Linked DNA regions of Mus musculus: region 2 is linked to region 1. A link is a contact called in public HiChIP or PLAC-seq data. All regions are on one chromosome and are shown on one strand. Each heading gives the region's core, a stretch centred on a gene start, on an enhancer-like site or on the middle of the called end of the contact. The rest is flanking DNA. Distances are from core to core; before and after follow the strand shown. Region 1 holds the start of Pdzd7 (PDZ domain containing 7). Region 2 holds the start of Gsto1 (glutathione S-transferase omega 1).

Region 1 (5,860 bases), core at 1,650-4,149:
AGATAAAAACTTCCAAGGCTGTTTGGAAAAATGACAGAAGGCAGCCCACACTCAAGCCCCTGATTGGAGGAGACATTAGGCACCTGAGGGCTGATCCGTACCAGATCTCAAACAGCACTGGAGTGGCAGCCATTTGTGAACATGTGAGCACCCACATAGCCTCCTCAAACCCACTTGCTTCCACTCCTACACAATAACTCCGGGCTCTCCCTGGTCCTGGGTTGAATAGAACTGACGCAGGCACCCACCCAACTCTCTCTGAGCCTCAGAAAAACCTCAGGAAAGGGCGAGATTCAATGGATGCCCCTCCGCCCAGCACAAAAAGGAATGCCAAGAACAGCCATCTGGCTGTGTTAGGCAAAAATCCTGCAGAGTGACTAATACCCTCCAACCCCACTTCCTCCCTCACAGTAGACACCGTCCCCACCCGACTTTCACATACTTATACACAAAGACAGGCACGCCCTCCCCAGCACACAAACAGGTTAGAGTCACACTGTATACACTAGTCAACCAACCAGAGTACCGTTACACACACACACACACACACACACACACACACACACACACACGCTCAGCCATATCTATCAGTTGCAGACATTTGAAAGCATGCCTAACACACAGCCTCAACCAACCCCTCCTTGTGCCCTACAGATCCTAACAGACCACGCAATATGGAATTCCCATAAGAGAGAGCACCTCTCTCAAGGCAAGCCTTCTGTTCTGAGCCCAAGCCCTCACCCCTCCACTTTGCTGATTCCCAAGGCAGCAGGCACTCACGCTTTCCGGGGTTTTCAGCCTCTAGAAGCTCTCAGACCCGCCTTCCTCACCGCTCTCCGCTTTCCTCCCAGCCATCACCGAGACGTCACGCGTGACGCTGAGCAGCAGGGAAGGGCGGGGGCTCCCTGAGCTCGTTCGCCTGACCCACCCCCCCTCTTGGCAGAGTTCCGAGACAGTGGATGTCCAGAGTGATTCTCCCAGACCAGGCCGTTGAGACCAAACCCGACCCAGTCCTGGGAAGCAATTCTGGCCTCCTTCCCAACCAGGGAGAAAAGGGGAGGAGCCGCCCCACTTGCCTCCTTCGCTTGCAGTCCCTTAGCTTGCCTCTGGAGGCACCCACCCCCGCAGCACCCAGTCTAGGTGCACTGGGTGCGGGTGAGCGGCGTGGAGGGCGGGCCTCTGAGGGTGCAACGCCCGGAGGGATTCGGATTACTGCTTGTTTACTTGATTGCTGCCTTGGCAATGGACTCTCCTTGCTTGCACCCTGGTCTGCTACTCCAGGTCTTAGAGGCTCCTTTTGCAGATCCTCGTCATTCGCATCTCTTTCCAGCCACATTGTTGTGGTATCTGTGCCCCTTTTGTGTTCCCAGTCCCCTTTGCCACCTAATCCCCAGCTCCACTGTGCCAGCAATTTTTTGTACCCCCAACACTTATCCGTACACAAACTGACGCCCCAGTCCTAGGGATGTGCACGGCCAAAGTTTCCCGTGATCTCTGCCTGCATCCAAGCAGGCGCATCAGAAAGATTCTTCTCCTAGTGGCCTGGGATCAGCTGCTGTATCGTGCGGCCTTTCCAGAACAGGGTGTCTCCGAAGGTGAAGAAGGCATTACACACACACATCCCTTATCCATCAGCACCCAGGGCACAGCGGCGACACAGCCATGTTCCAGCTTTCCTTCCTGCTGATCTCAGGCTCAGGTTCAGCTCTTTCGTTTGTGACATTCTCCCACAGAGACCTTAGGGATGACTACGGAAGGGATGGCAATTTCAGGAAGCTAGCGTGGCCCGGAGAAGACGTGATTCTAGTAGCCAGTGGAACCCAGCCAGTTCCAGAGCCTGGGTTCCAACGACCAGTTGGGGTTCAGAGTTGGGGCGGGCAGAGCCCAGAGGTATCAGACAGGTGAGAAGCTACAATCCGGACAGGCTACCAAAGGTGCTAGAAGAGAATGACTGGCGGTCTCAGCAGCCAATGGGATCCCAGGACCGCGCAGGGTAGCTCTATTCCAGCAGCTGCGCGGAGCGTGGGCGGGGTCCTTAGTTCACTGTATCGCGCCCGCCAGCGGGCGACAAGGGCAGCGGCGGCACACGGGACCAGGTGAGGTGGCCAAGTCCTAGAGGTAGCGAGGCAGGAGGTCCTACATGGGGGAGTCTGTTTTTTGGTTTACAGAAATGCTCTAGAGGGCGTGACCCCTGGTTTTGCACTAGCGATTTGTGGGGCTCTCTCCAGAAGATCACTCAGTCCTGGGATAGAGTCTTGCAGCGACTTTAGACTCACAACTGCAGCCTGGAGCCTGACATTCACCTGGGGGTGGCGGTGGGGGGCAAGCTCGACCGCAGCTATCCCAGGTCCTGAAGTCCAGCTCGGGAGGCTAGCCCCTACCCATATACATATACACACAGGAAAGATGCTGCAGTAAACTGTGTGGCACCCATTCTCCTCTCTCTCTTTAAAACTCAAGAGCCTGCTGTGACCCCCATCTCTACTCTCTGAGTGTCAGATGAGGACCGGAGACTGGGTGGATGACTCCATTGAGAATAGCAATGGAGGAATGGAGGGAGGAATGGAAGGAAAGTGTCCCAATGGCCTTGTAGAAACAAATCCCCAAATCCAAGATGGTGCAGAACTGGGCCGATCTCCTCTGGGCCCAGGATGGGAGAGGGGGACAGGATGTTCAAGTCAGGAGGAAGTGCAGAAGCCAGGGTAATGGGACAGCACTCATCCCTCTCCCCAAACCCTGTTCTTCCTACACAGATCTGGAAGCCCTACTCCTAAGAAGCATTCAGACTGAAATTGCATCAGAAAGATCCCTCTCTTCCAAGTGGCCTGGGATCAGCTGCTCTGTCTTGTGGACTTTCCAGAACAGGGTGGCCAGAAGAAACACTATTTTTCGACTCAGCGAGATCTGCCTTACTAAGACTCCAGCCCTACTGAGAAAGCTCATGGAGCCTGGAAGACCAAGAGCCAACCTTCGGAGGGCAGGCAGACTCTGTCCGGATCTGTAGGGCACTGCCCTAGTCTCACTACTATGGCACGTGGTTTCACGGTAGGCTTTGACCCACTGGGTCTAGGAGAACTCAGCTCTGGCTCCCTGAGCTCTGTCTCCTCCCGAGGCCACCTGGGCAGCGACTCAGGCTCCACAGCAACACGATACCTGCTGAGGAAGCAGCAGCGCCTGCTGAATGGGCCCTCCCGAGGAATTCGAGCCTCCTCGCCCATGGGCCGGGTCATCCTCATCAACTCCCCCATCGAAGGTGGGTGTGGGGCCCGGGAGTGACTTGGATGGGAGCACTGAGGACAACGGGTAACGGGATCATCTTTCATCTACCCTTGCCTATCCTGTAGCCACTATTTTAGGGCGGCAGGGCTGTAGAAGGATCAGAGGTGGGAGGTGAAACCATAGTCTAAGGAAAGCCCTTATACGTGAGCCCCTGGGATACATAGGCAGCGTGATGAATCAGCCCCCTCCATTCCTTGAACTCCGTCTTTCTCCTAACCCACCTTAGGGAGTGAAGCAGAATGGAGATCTCCCACCAAACAATTTTGTGTGACCAGTACTGTGGGGGGACGGTAGAGCGTCAGTGTCCAGGCTTCAGAATGTGGGAGAGGGGCCAAAAGACACGCAGCAAATGTCCATGAAAAGGCAGAGAGGGGGTGGGGGTGGGGTGGGGATAGGAGGAATGAGAGACAGAGGCAGAGAGTGAGAGCCCCATAGCTCGGTCGTTCAGAGAGAATGAGCTGCCTGGCACTATACCATGGCCACCAATTCTGATTCTACCCCGGTTAGGTCTTGCAGGGGACCTAGAGGGAGGAAGCTCAGTTTTCACCTCACAGGAATATGAAGCATAGTCAAAACTTCAAGACACAAACAAGAACAGCTGGTGGGGAGGTTGCAGCTACCACCCCGCAAAAGTCAGAAGTGAACAGCGGGAAGCATGGTGAGGCAGGTGCTTAGACTACAGTGACAGATGTGAGGCGACAAAGAGCCTGTGAGCAAGACAGAGCCTCAGATGCCAGGAGAGGAGCGAGGCCCTGTGGGACTGGCTCTCTGTGGACAGGACCCGATCCGTATCTCCAACCCCTCTCCTCTTTCTGAGCCAGCACGGTTCCCCTGGCTGGATCCAAGACTGGACTTTTCAGGTCTGGTGTTTCTTCCAATGCAATTACAAGTCTCTGTTCCCCTCCAAAGACAGCTGCCCGGGATATGGTTGGCTTGCTCACTTCTATCACTGTCAGTGACCACTATAGGCCCCGCCCTCGGGCAAGTATCAAGGTACTGTTGAGGTCACCAATGCCATTGACCAAGAAGCAGAAACACCCAGAGGAGCTAGAAAGCAGGACAGACAACCCTTTCTCTCTTTCTTTCTTCTTCCTTCCTTCCTTCCTTCTTTCCTTTATTCCTTCCTTCCTTCCTCCCTCCCTTCCTTCTTTCTTCCTTCCTCCCTCCTTTCCTTCTTCTTCTTTTTTTTTTTAATTTGGTTTTGTTTTTTTCAAGACAGGCTTTATCTGTGTAGGCTGTCCTGGACCTTGATCTGTAGACCAGGCTGGCTTTGAGCTCAGAGAGTCTCCCGCTTCTGCTTCAAGAGCTGGGGTTTAAAGGCATGTGACACCAATACCTGGCTGATGTGACCCTTTCTAGCCACCTCTTTCTCCTCTCCTAGTTTGTTCATTCATTTTTTCACTCATTCACTCATCTGCTCATTTATCAAAAATTACCTGTCAGATACTATGCACTGTGCAAGGACTAAAGATGTGTTGGTGGGAAAGAACTGAAAAGTCCCATGATGAAACTTGCAGACTTCCAAGCAACAGTAAACAATACACAAATAAACAATAAGACACAAGATAGAACAATTCTGCAGGAAAACTCATGGTGACTAGTAGACAGGAGAGTATTCCTAACACTTTCAAGCTAGACTCATGCCAGAATTGCCCAAGAAGACAACTAGAAGGCAGACAGGGGGTCTGGTGAGACAGTTCAGTGTGTAAGGACATCTGTGGCCAAACCTGATGACCTGAGACCCCAGACCCCACACTGTAGGAAAGAAGTGACTCTCAAAAGCTGTCCTCTGTCCTCTGTACATGTCCCATGACATACACATGTGCAGATATATACACACCTTAAATAAATAAGTAAGCACATGGAATTTTTTAGAAAATTGATTGGGAGGGAGCTGGAGAGATGGCTCAGCAGTGAAAAAGTACTGCTTGCTCTTCCAGAGGTCCTGAGTTCAATTCCCAGGACACTCATGGTGTTTCCTACCATCCATATAGAATCAGTTCCCCTCTCTGTGTGCATGCAGACAGAGCATTCATATACATAAATGACATACTTTTTTTTTTTTTTGAGATGTTTCTCTGTCTATCCCTGGCTGTCCTGGCACACACAATACGGACCAGGCTGGCCTTGAGCTCAGCGATCCTCCTGCCTCTGCCTCTGGAATGCTGGGGCCAAAAGTGTGCACCATCATATCTGGATTTTCTTATTTTATGGGCATCCAGGATTTAAGCTGTAGTGTGTGTGGTTTGGCTATTTTAGCTTGCTTTTTTTTTTCTTTAACTTTTATCGATTTGTTGTTGCTTCTTTCAAAGATAAACTCTTGAGATAAGAGTATTGGCTGGTCCAGAACCTGCTATGTAGGCCAAACCAGTCTCAAGCCTGTGGCAACCCTGCCTCAGCTCCAGAGTGTTGAGACTAATCGCCAAGGCACTACACCTGACTTGTTTGCTTTGAGACAAAGTTTCACTACAGCTGACCTTGACTTCTCCACCCACAGGTTTCAGTCTTCGAAGTGATAAGATTTTATGTCTGAGCTACTGTACTTAGCTCTTACACTTAAAACAAAAAACCAAAAACAATA
Region 2 (6,424 bases), core at 3,503-6,002, 2.8 Mb before region 1:
AAGTCAATGATGGTACTTTTAGGTGTCTTGATTTCTATCGTGCGTAGAAGAGCTTACAGAAATCTGTTGTGATTTATTTCTGACTGCATACTATTGCTAATTGTCAGTGATTTGGAGGGTGAGTTTGTAAAGGCACAAAGAAATGCAGATATAGATCGTCATTTCTTACTGTGAAAGTCAAGAGAAGCAAGTACCTCCTCTAGCTTTTTGAATTCGTTCTCCAACGCTTCCCTTAGGTTCGGAGAGTCTTCCTTTCTCTTCGACCTAACAAAGCTTGCAATCAAAGGCGGCACCTGAAGGGAGAACAAGTGTTTAGTTTATCAGGGTGAGGCTAATGCCCTGCCCTGCCAACACACACATAACAAACATACTAGAATCCCTCCAGAGTGCTTGACCAAGGGGAGACGGAATCACAGTGTTTACAGGATCCACGGCCTGGCATTTCAAACCTCTTTTGTAGACTAGGATGTGGGGCTGCTCCAGGATGTCATTTGCAGATAATGGAACCCACTTATCAAGTTTGAACCAGAAATCTCATAAATGGACACTGAGTGGCCTAGAATTGAACAAACAGGCCTAGAACTATGGGAATTTTCTAAAATCATACTGAGAAATAGACTAGCCAAGAGGCACCAGCTGCTGCCAGTACCAGCGAGCACTAACGGGCATTTGTACTGCCGCACGCTGCTTTTGCATTGCTCCCCCAGAATTTAATCTTGCAGCCACTGCCACCACCTCTATAACAGGCAAGAGACACCCTCACCTTCTGCCTCGGCCACCTGGGTCCTGGTGTTACAGGCATGCCCTGACCACACTCATGTGTGTGTGTGTGTGTGTGTGTGTGTGTGTGTAGCTACACGCACAGGGGTGTGCAGGTATAATAGACCCTTGGTGTCTAAGCACATACCCGTTGGCCGTCTCTTTACTAATACTGATTTGAATGAATCCACTCTGACACTAATTAAGATGCAGGCACATTCCCCAGGGACCTCAGTGCACTGTCCCTGCTAAAGACTGGCAGTGACAATTAAGAGCTGACACTCTAGGAACCAGTGTCAGAGTCGGCTCTAGGCAATCCGTGTTAGATCTGTCCACAGGTGAACGAACCCACTAGAAGTAAAACAGGGAGGCTGCCATGACGCTTCCCAAGCTAATCGCACACCCCAGGCAGTGAGCGACCAACCAGCAGGGGAAACTCAGTCCTCACGTTCTTGGGGCAACAGGTCAAGAAGGCAGGCAGTTCTGAGGGCAGAGGGCCAACAGCCTCAATGAGGACAAGCTTAGCGGGGAAACAGAGCTGGAGTTCTGAGCAGCCTGGCCATGTTTCAGGAAGGCAGCAGGTCCAAGCATAAATATCAAAAATGTCTAATCTTAGTGAAAACGAGAGAAGACATGCAGTGAGAACTGGGAGAGAAGGGAGAACGTGTGGCAGACTTAAAAAAAAATTTTTTTTCACCAGGGGTGGGTCAGGAAAAAGAGCCAGGAGGGCTGGGCTGACTGCAAGGCAAGCAGGAACAGAGCGTGCCAGGGCATGGTGAATGTAGTTAAGGTTCCCAGTGCCAGAACCATCACAAAGGCAGCGCTGAGTCAGCCTAGAACAAAAGGAGGGTTTTGGTTTGGGTTTGGGTTTTTTTCAAACATACCTTAGAGAATGACTCAAGGGTCATCTTCTGACGTGCCTTCTTGTACGGGTCATCTGGAAATAACTTCTTCTCTGGGTAGGCCTCATCCAGGTACTCACAAGTGATGACAGATTCGGTGACCAAGTGACCCTGGCTGTTCTCCAGAACCGGCACCAGCCCAAGGGGATTCTTCTCAAAGAACCACTCGGGCTTATTCTTCAGGTTGATATTGATGACTTCGTGCCTGAAAGATACAAGGCGACTGAAGAGAGCGAGGCAGTTTCTGTCTCCCTGAATTAGTGTGGCCCGATTCCACCAATCCACTTAGTGGAGGAGCCTTGGATGGAGGAGGAGAGTTCTGACCACACTGCACCCGAAGGTTAAGACCCTGGGTCAGATGCCCTCCTGCAGGCGAGCAGCCAATGTTCACTTTTCTGTTTATCTGACTTGCTTTCCTTAGCATCTCCATGATCCACCTTTGTCACACACTTTAGACTTTCCTTCTCTTGAACAGTGGAATACCATGTATTGAGCATTTTCATTTCTGCTCATTTGTCAACGGCCATTGGCAGCGCACCATGGTGAACAGTGTCGAACTAAACATGGGAGAGCTGGTGTCTTCTGCATCCTGACAGGAGGCAACCAACTGGGTTGTGCGCCATGTCCACTCAATATATTGGAATCAGCCTGACAAAGCCTCATTTCATTTTGATTCAGTTCGAAAGGAGTTGAACTGACTCAACTGAATACATTTTGCTAATATGAATTTTGAAATCCTTGTTTACAAGGATATTTTTTAATCCTAAAAAAATCTCATAAAATGAACCATGTTGAATCCACATGTTTTGGTATGTTTTCTTTAAAAAGGTTTCTAAATCATAAAAAGTATGAGACTGGACAGACAGTCTAAGGGCACTTGCTCTTGCAGAGGATTGGGTTCAGTTCCCAGGACCCACGTCAGAGGTCATAACTCCAGTTTCTGGGGACCCAATGCCCTCTTTTGCTCTGTGGCATCCCGCAAGCACATAAACTCATGCACAGGTGCACACACATGAACATAAAAATAATTTTTAAAAAGTATACAAAGTAAATTAAAAAAAGAAAGAATCCATTGGAGTCCGGCTAAATGCAGATTGTAACTGCGTATGCCTTGTATCCTGCAGAGACTGTAGGAGACAGGAAAGCATTCTAATCCTTAAAGCGATGTCCGAAGAACTCAAATCAGGCACAGTGTCCACTAGGAGAGACCACTCAAAAGTAAGCCATCCCAACACGTCTGACTTCCCGGGTCTTCACCCACAACAAATCAGATTTAGCTTATGGATTTCAATGCATAATCCCTCACAAGAACAAATAGCCAGTGTGAACACTGGTGTGTGTGTGTGTGTGTGTGTGTGTGTGTGTGTATGCAAGCATGTTAAAAGGTTTACAGAATAATGAACATACAAACCACCTGTCATGGGAAAGACAAAAGCCCTTGCCATAGAATAGTGTCCATCTCTGAGAATTATATTTTGAAAATGGAAGGCAATTCCTGGGCTCTGGAGATCAAGAAGACAAGTGAATGCTGGAAGCGTGGCATTTTGAGCCAACACTCAGCACAGCTGAGCCCACAGGCTGGAGGATGCTCCTTACACAGAGTGTGCAACACACATGCCCTGTGTAAGGCGCTACTGCCCCAGGCAAAGTTTCCTGGTTTAAAATCGGTCTGTGAATAACGAGTAGTAATAGACACTATCTGAAGGAACCCCTCTCCCCGTAAGGGCCCCCACCCCTGTTATGGTAAAGTAATTTCAATGTTGCTTGGGAAATCCTGGTGCGAAATATAATTCTTTTCCACACTGAGTTTCAGTAGGAAACACATCACACAAGGCATTGTGCCCTGTTCTTGGACTCTCTCGTTGTATTAGAACAATAAATATCTTTTATTTTTTTCAATTCAGTTTGAGTTTCTTTGTTAGAGTGAAAGTTCCAACTAATATAGAAAAATTGCTTTTTAAGAAAAAAAAATACGTTCTTGTGTTCAAAACCAAATCTCCTATCCAAATGAAATTAAAATCGTTACAAAGTGACAATTAATTTTCAAATACTTCCTTAGGTTACATATTTTAACATTTAGGGAAAAGAACTGCCTGCCTAGCCAATTCTCCCCATGGACTAAAAGTCGTTTACGAATTGTAACTGCATACATGAACTTTTTCTTAAGGGTGAGCTTCCAAACAGAAGGTGTCTAATAATTGTTCAAAAGATCCCCCAAGACATTGGAAGGGAAATGGTCCAACGAACATGGTATCGGGAAAAGCCAAGAGACTCACCAACTGTAGATAACCCGTAGGTCAAAGACTGTTTGGATATGGAGGCTTTGCAAAGGCTTGACTCTGACACTTCCTTGTGTTTACAACCTAAATGACTGTGCACACGGCTCAGAACTCTGCTAGGCGGGTGACCTTTGTGCAACAGCGAAGCAAGCCTCTAGTTCACCAAGAATCCCAGGACCCGAGCTGAGACAGCCACCCCAGGGTTCCGCAATCTAGTGTAAACCACCAACCTCACCGTGGGGGGGTGGGGAGGGGAAACACGCTTTTTTTGAGCCCCAGACTGCTTAAACAGGCTGCCCTAGAGCCCTGGAGTCCATGACAATTCTCCCCTTGAAAAGAGGGTGAGCAACTAAAGTCTCCTACAAAAGGCTGAGAATATTTCCCCCTGACCACAAAGCCAACGCCGCGAGGGGTTGAAGCCCAGCCGCCAGCGGCTCCGGAGCCATCGCCCTCGTCCTCACCGGATTCCCTTGGCCTTCAGGACCATCAGCGTCCTCTGAGCGAAGGGGCAGAACCTCATGCTGTAGACGCGGATCTGGCCCTCCGGGACCGGGCCGGGGGGCGCGCTTCCTGCAGGAGAGAGGAGACAGTCACGGCCCGGATCGCACAGGGATCCCGGGCATCCCCGGTACACGGTGCGTCCCCGACACCAGTAGCCTCACCCTTCCCCAGGCTCCTGGAGGATTCTCCCGACATCGCTGAGCCGCCGTGCAGGCCGAGAGCCACGCGGGTTCCGCTCCCGTTTGCGGGCGACTCTGGAAGCACGAGGTCTTGTACACTGTCCTAGAACTCAGCCCCGCCCAGACCGCGCCTCCTGGCCGGGAGCCGCCCCCGCCTTTAAAGGGAAAGCATCGGCCGCTGCGATCCTGGATCCTGATGCTGTGTGACGTTAACCGGTGGGCTCCCAGGTTCGCTGCGGAGGTAGTGCAAGGAGGAACAAAACCACAGAGACACACACCCCGCCTCCACACAAGGGGTCTTGTGGTTTCTTGTGTCATGTGATGACCACCTGGAGCCGGCCAAAGCAGAGATGCTCAGAAAGAGCCACCCCATCCCTCCAGGCCGAAGGTTTCCTGTCTGCCTTCACACAGGACTCTGGCCCTGACCTCCATACCTCCCACACCCACTCCACTGGTATGTGAGCTCTAGCTCTGCCCCCAAATTTCCAACATTCCAGAGGGGTCTAGGAGGTGGTCTAGCCACCTGGACGGTCTTTTCTTCTGTCAGTACTAGCTTACTATAAGCTGCCATCCCTATAGTCACCTACAGAGGCACATTTCGGCATATAGAAAAGAGCACACATCTGGATGTTATTAGCCTCCGGACGCAGTTGTGCTTTCAAAATTCCATCCATAAAACATTTGTCTGGAAGCCTAGAAAGAGCACACGCTGGTTTAAGCACAGTGGGCTGAGAAAATTTAGCCTTTTGAGTCCATAAGAAAAAAAAAAAAATCTGGCCAGAGGGCTTGCGAAAACTGCTGTCTTCTTATTCAGGCATGAGGAGAGTTTGCCTCCAGGATTCGCAAAGCTCATGGATAAAAGCTACTAACTCCGGGGCTATTTATGAAAGAGCATGCCTGGGTTTTGTTTCCAGCTCTATTATTGGAGAAGCAGAGAATGCCCTTGGAGCCAGCTCCAGTTTTGATCCTGGCTTCTCCCTGTGCTCACTAGAACTACGGAACAAAATGCCAAAGTGACTTAAATGACTCATACGTCTAACAATTGCGGCCAGGAAATGGCAGCACCCTAGCAGGCAGGGCTTGCTGTGGATGAACTAGCAAACATTAATTCTTCAAATAAAGAAAGGAAAATATACAGAAAACCACTGTGCTACGTTACTGGTGGCCATTATAGTAGGGATCATGCCTAAGTCCTAGCAGCTGAGAACATAGCCCTCAAACATCTGGGCATATATCTCTACTGGCCACAGTCAAACTGCCACGGGACTATATATTTTGTTGTAGCTGTAACCTGAAGAGATTAATCTGAGTCGACTATATTGCAAGAAGACGAAAAAATTAAAAACCCTAGTGACAAGAAATAGTTTTTAACCTTCTACGTAATGTTCACCTTCACTGCCCAGATGTGTCCACCCGATGCAGCAACCTTCTGTAACTTTTCAGAAGAATGATGGGTAATTTCATACTGTCCAATTTATAATCTATATTGACAGGATCAAATTCAGGTTGTTGAAGGTCTTATCAACTGCCTCGCAGATGGTGTTTTAATAAAAAACTTTTATTTCTATATGTTACGAATAGCTAAAATATCTGACTATTAGCTTTTATAACATCTCATTCCAGCTATCAGAGAATGTTCCAGATAAGCTCCAGTCATTCCAATAAACCTGAAGACACCATGAATTCTGGGAGTAAAAGAACTGGGAAGATAGATCATTTCATAAGAAAATTATCCCCAAACAGCAGCCACCATCCTTTGGCAACCAAATTGTCCACACAAGTAATAAAGACTCCTTCAAGGTCA

Evidence for each region. HiChIP or PLAC-seq counts read pairs in DNA pulled down with a chosen protein or histone mark.
Region 2: a contact with region 1 is called in an H3K27ac HiChIP or PLAC-seq map of thymic regulatory T cells, with 10 times the contacts expected there. The contact joins the promoter of Gsto1 here to the promoter of Pdzd7 in region 1. A contact is called at or near these places in 1 of 115 datasets of contacts at active chromatin or transcription factors (thymic regulatory T cells) and 2 of 9 other capture datasets (adipose tissue and liver).

The regions. Positions count from the first base shown.
Region 1 is chr19:45,042,811-45,048,670 of GRCm38.p6, reverse strand. It overlaps Pdzd7 (PDZ domain containing 7), which reads left to right and starts at 2,899. Exons shown (of 16, transcript NM_001195265.1): 1 at 2,899-3,253. The coding sequence starts at 3,028. Sfxn3 (sideroflexin 3) reads right to left here and starts at 1,095. Exons shown (of 11, transcript NM_053197.4): 1 at 781-1,095.
Region 2 is chr19:47,853,301-47,859,724 of GRCm38.p6, reverse strand. It overlaps Gsto1 (glutathione S-transferase omega 1), which reads right to left and starts at 4,752. Exons shown (of 6, transcript NM_010362.3): 1 at 4,603-4,752; 2 at 4,402-4,510; 3 at 1,644-1,866; 4 at 195-293. The coding sequence starts at 4,636. Gm30021 (predicted gene, 30021) reads left to right here and starts at 4,809. Exons shown (of 2, transcript NR_166768.1): 1 at 4,809-5,074; 2 at 6,244-6,424.